Linked DNA regions of Mus musculus: region 2 is linked to region 1. Evidence: chromatin contacts called from public Hi-C data. All regions are on one chromosome and are shown on one strand. Each heading gives the region's core, a stretch centred on a gene start, on an enhancer-like site or on the middle of the called end of the contact. The rest is flanking DNA. Distances are from core to core; before and after follow the strand shown.

Region 1 (2,751 bases), core at 89-2,588:
TAAAGCCTCTTTGTTTAACTCTCCCTTTGGAACACTGAACCCTCCCCAGGAGTCCACTTCCTTGAGTTTTTGTTCAGAGTGAACTGGGACTAGGGAGGCAAAAAGGAGGACGCCAGGACTAAAGAGCCAAAGTAGACAGTCCATGCTGAAACCATAACTCAAAAAAGGTTATATCTGAGTCGTTTAACAGGAGTGGGATACAAGAACACTTAATAGCTGTCAATAAATCTCAACTATATGTATTAATTATAGTCACTATACTATTCATTTGATCTCAAAGATTTAGCTAAAGTTGGGCCTTTTGACCATCAGGTAGCTACCCATTTCTCTTACATTCTGAACTTACTTAGGTGATAACTAGTTGTCTTACTCAGGGTTTCTATTCCTGCACAAACATCATGACCAAGAAGGAAGTTGGGGAGGAAAGGGTTTATTCAGCTTACACTTCCATACTGCTGTTCATCACCAAAGGAAGTCAGGACTAGAATTCAAGCAGGTCAGGAAGCAGGAGCTGATGCAGAGGCCATGGAGGGATGTTCTTTACTGGCTTGCTTCCCCTGGCTTGCTCAGCCTGCTTTCTTATAGAACCCAAGACTACCAGGCCAGAGATGGTACCACCCACAAGGGGCCCTCCCACCTTGATCACTAATTGAGAAAATGCCTTACAGCTGGATCCCATGGAGGAATTTCCTCACCTGAAGCTCCTTCCTCTGTGATAACTCCAGCCTGTGTCAAGTTGACACAAAACTATCCAGTACAGTTGTTTACCTCATTTCTCAAAGATTCATTTCAATAAAAGTTAAGTTTACACTGAACAAACTCTTCTAAGTTTCTAGCCTAAGACTGTTGCCCTCCACACATTTTGTTCTTCCCCAAAAGTGGGAGTATACTGACCAGAGGTAAAAGCCACTTGCATGTCAGTGAAGGGTGAGATATCTCTCAAGACTTTCACCTGCTGTTGCTTGCAAAGCTGAAAACAAACCATTCACTCTCTATCTATCTCTCATCTATCTATCTTGAAGAGCAGTCAAATTTCAGAAACATTTCCCAAAACTGTTTACTTGAGCAGCCCTGCCTGCTTACATGCAAAATAACCGAAGCTCAATCTTAAAAACTATCCCAGTCAGCTAAAAAAGAATTATTCTACAAACCAGCACTTCACGAGCCACATAACAAGGCTGAAAGAACACAATTCTATTATGTTATTGCTGAGGAATGGGGCCATTACCATTCATCTGAAGTTGGACACCTGAAAGGAACCTCCGCAGAAGCACATCAAAGGCCCAGTGAAGCATGACTTCAAAAGGTACAGTCAACAGTGGCTTCTGGGAAAGAGCCTGCAAATGCCAGACTCAGCTCTGGTGGCCTGACTGGGCCACCTTCCATCTGGAAGGTCCCTGAGCAGTGCCACCACTGGGTTTGCTGATCGCAAACTTCCACGGACTTCCCTGGCAATATTTCAGTTTACTGATCTGATGAAGGTGGTCCCCAACTGAAGTGAGAGTCACCACGAGGCTCAGAGACAGGCTGCCCCAATCCTCCAGGGGGCTACTCAATCACTTGGCTTTGCACACATTCTTTAATTATTCTGGATCCTGATTTCTTTTTAGGGTTAAATGTGATTATTCTTAAATGTTAAAACAATACATGGAAGGTAGTCATCCCTATTGCTACTTGAAAATAACTTTACATAGAATTGATGTGTCACATGACTGCTGAATATGAAGACAAATGAGAAACCCGTTCCTGAAAAGAAATACACATACATCCATGCGTGCACTGTGTGAGATGGACCAGTGGATTGAAAAGGTATTAAACACAACTGTGAAAAACATTTGCCAACTAAGATAAATTGATTTATTTTTCTTTTGGCTATGTTTCATCCTGGAATTACCTGAGAGGAAACCTGGGGTTAAAAGTTCAATTCTACTTCTTTAAAATTATCCTGCAGCACAATTACAGCCACTAAACACAATTGCAGACCAAATTTAATGACCCTGAGTACAAAGGGTTTTTAAAGGTAGCCTTAGATGTTTTTATTATGACTATTAGTATCTAAGAACTGGTTAGCTGAAAATATGGCATGCATAAACCTGTAAATAAAAATAAATTATGGATAACCTACCCTAAAATGTATGCTATTTTTAAAAGTCCCGATTTTTTAAGAAAATAAAATTCAGATGATATATTCATAAAATACTTTTCTGTTTCTATATAATTTATGTTGTTTCAATTGGCTTTGACTTTTTGAGATAGAGTTTTATTATGTGGCCCAAACTGGCCTAGAACTTAATGTATGAACCAGGCTATCTCAACCTTGCAGCAATCTCCAGCCACTGCCTCCCAAGGTATAGACCAGGCTATCTCAATCTAGCAGCAATCTCCATCCTCTGCTTTCCAAGTGCCAGAAGCACAGACATGTCACACTGCAGCTGGCCATGTTCTATTTATTTTACATGTCAAATATCTGAATGTATTGAAGAATCAACTAGATGAAGATCACTTTTAATGTCTATAGTTTCTTCCAGATACAGCAAGAGATGTCATGAATCTTAGATTAAACAATGGCTTTGGATCATTCACTTTATTCAAATATCCGAAAGGAATGCTTAACTTATGGCATTTTCTAGAAGGTGATATGAAATGGTAGTTAATATTAAAAATAAAACAGGTGATGTAATAAAACAAAAAGGGTTTCCTTGTGCTAGTTGTTCTGAGGTCCTGGTCTGTATCTACTGTCTGCCCCACCCC
Region 2 (2,751 bases), core at 72-2,571, 59 kb after region 1:
ACTGACAAATCCTTTCCTATTTTCTTTGCAGTTAGACATAATTCTCCTTGATCGGCAGAATGTAAAGAGGTATAAAAGTACAAAGTTGAAATCACTTTTTCTTAAAACATAAGTGCCCCGTTGACATAGACCATTTCTCTTAACTTCCCTCAAAACAATAATTAGAGAAGTTGTGACCAAGAGCCCCAAAAATATGCATATGAAAAGCAAAGACTTAGTCTCAGTGAGGACAGCAAGAGGCTCTCACACCGAGGGCTTTTTCATATTATTTTTCAAATGTTCTTCAGCTGAACTCCATCGTGAGGACTCATGGAGCCTTTTGTTTTTCCAGAATCCAGGAGCCTTCTCTCAGGTGGTTCCGCTTCACTGCGGATATGTCTGGGACCTTCTGTTACTCAGCTGCCTTCTTCTGTTCTGTTTCACTGGCACCTTTGTGGCCCCTCACAGTAACTGACCTCACCTTGGGGGAAGGTGACTAAGAAAAGAGCAGTCCCTAATAACTCAAAGAAGCCACAAGGTCCCCATTCAGAACACAGAGCACTCAGCCTCCTTGGAGAGGCTCAGAGAAACTAGATACCTGCCGCCCTGCACAACTTCCGGAGGGTCTTTCTCCAATGTCAGAAAAACCTCACCCTGCAGAGAACCGATGGGAATAGTGTAGAGGGACAGGAGGAAAGGACAAGAGGTGGGGAAAGTCAGCTACTAAGTATGGGATCACGTTGGAAAGACTCGGAAGAGGAGAGGGCTGAGAGGATGGAGTGACTAAGGGGCAGGGGAGAGCGCGAGAGGACCGAAGAGTGTGGTTGTCCCATGAGCGCCTTGGCTCTCCCAGCGGGTCCGAGGAGCAGGCGAGGCAGGTGGCTGGTCCCGAGCTCGGTGCCCCTTGGCGTCCCCCCAAGCGCTCGTGGCCCGGGAGCGCCCCGCTGTCCGGGTGTCCCGCTCCCCGAGGAGCACGTGTCCCACCCCGATCGCCGCACAAAGCGCGGGCTACCCTGGAGACCCCCGATCCGAACTCCCAGGCCCCTTCCCAGCGCCCCTTACCCGCCGCCGCTTCCCAGGTCCCGGGTCCTCCGCGCCCTCACTACGAGCACCACGCCGGCAACTTCTGCCGCCGCCGCTGCCTCTGCCGCCGCCGCCGTAGCTCCTGTCCCTCCTCCCGCTCCGCCGCCGCTGGAATTTTTCTCACTCGCCCTCTCCAGCTCCCACTAGTGACTGCAGACTGCGAGCCAAGCACTTAGCGCAGGGATTACGCGGCCCGGCGCCTGGAGCGGTCCCAGCCACCTCCAGAGCCGTCCTCAGAGCATCCCTGGCGCTGCAGCCGGACAAACGTCCCTGGCTGGTCCAAAAGCCTTGCCACACGCCCCCTTCAGCTTCCAGAAACAAAAGCGCGAGGAGGCAGCGCGGAATGGTGCGAGCTGGGACCGACTCCAAATGGCAGAGCGCGGTGAACTTCAACTTCTCCGGGGCCAGCGACACTTTGGAGAAGTTATGGAAACGTTGGTCACACACCTCATAAAAAAGGGGAGGGGAGTGCACATCAAATTAGATCCACAGTCTCGGGTGAGGGGTTAGAAATCTTGAGGCATGGAGTGAGGCTTCCTAGGAAAATGAAATTTTTCCTTAATACAGATATTTTGAAATTGTAAACAATGAAAGGCAACGCAAAAAATTCCACTTGTGTTCGATGAAATTTTACAGTTTGGCTTGAGAAAGCATTTGACATCTTTACTCTGTGGTCTCCTGGCTAAGTCTGTAAGTGTTTCGACTCTTGGAGAAATGAATATAAAGTAAGGTGATTCGGCTTCTCCGGAGATTTGGGGAGCATAGCTAACCTCTTTCAACTCAGCCATTTTGCCAACTGTTTCCCAGGGCGGTATCTCATGAATTCCAAATATCTTTTCTTCCTAATGCCTGATGCCCAGTTTCCACCATAATTCATTTCCTCACTTTTTTTTAAATTCCAAGCATGTTGAGCAGCCCCGTTTGTCCTCGTTAGAAGTGTGACTTAAGTTTTATTTTGTGCCACTCGGAAGTGAATTTCTTATGAGTTTCTCATTATGATCTATTTCATTCCTACCATTTTATTTCATCCCCTTTCTTCTGAAATTGTTCCAGCTGAATCAGACGTTAAATAAAATATTTTCACCTGTAAATATAAGAGACCTACAGGTCCCTCTTAGGAGCAAGTGGGGTCCCTGGTGTTTATTAATGAGTTGGTAAATGGTGGGTATATTTATCCTGAAATGACAGTGTCGCCAAGGGAGTCTGCCTGCCCCATCGTGTATCCATGTTATAGTCCCTGAAGCCAGACTGTAAGACGTTGTCTAGAAGTTTTCTAAGTAGGTAAATTGCTTGTTGGTGTCTCTTTATTGGGCCCTTGCTGACCCCAGGTGTCAGGACTTAGAGCTGAAAGAACTGCAAAGGTGGAATCCAACCTGTTGCCTTCACTCTGTGAGTCAGAGATAACCCCACCCCCTCCCCTTCTGCATCGTCTTTCTCTTCTTTCCTAACTATAAGTATGTGACCAGTGAACTTGCCTTCTATCTGTCCCCCAATCAGACTTTCTGTCATTTTCGTCTCCTGACATTAGTTTTAAATAGGAAAGAAACTTGAATAGATCTACCCCTGTGATGTAGGAATTACTAATAACATTTACTAGACAGAAGTGTAAGATTCTCCCTTAGAGGTTCTTATAAACTGAATTTAAATAAATTGGATGTTACAGAGAAAGGTACTTGAAACCCTCTGTAG

What was found. A called contact is a pair of places that touch in the nucleus more often than the background predicts.
Region 2: a contact with region 1 is called in a Hi-C map of uterus, with 2.0 times the contacts expected there. The contact joins the promoter of Bmpr1b here to the enhancer-like site in region 1. A contact is called at or near these places in 3 of 484 Hi-C or Micro-C datasets (embryonic fibroblasts, nephron progenitors and uterus), 2 of 115 datasets of contacts at active chromatin or transcription factors (embryonic limb bud and embryonic stem cells) and 2 of 9 other capture datasets (adipose tissue and embryonic stem cells).

Annotation. Positions count from the first base shown.
Region 1 is chr3:142,108,808-142,111,558 of GRCm38.p6, forward strand. All of the region lies in intron 1 of Bmpr1b (bone morphogenetic protein receptor, type 1B), which reads right to left. Among named protein-coding and RNA genes, the nearest start is that of Bmpr1b, 59 kb to the right of the region's middle. Within about 2 kb of position 1,339, at least 6 of the 459 cell types and tissues checked have an H3K27ac peak or open chromatin away from gene starts, as enhancers often do. A contact at or near this core is called in uterus, where this site is marked.
Region 2 is chr3:142,168,104-142,170,854 of GRCm38.p6, forward strand. It overlaps Bmpr1b (bone morphogenetic protein receptor, type 1B), which reads right to left and starts at 1,322. Exons shown (of 12, transcript NM_001277217.2): 1 at 1,042-1,322.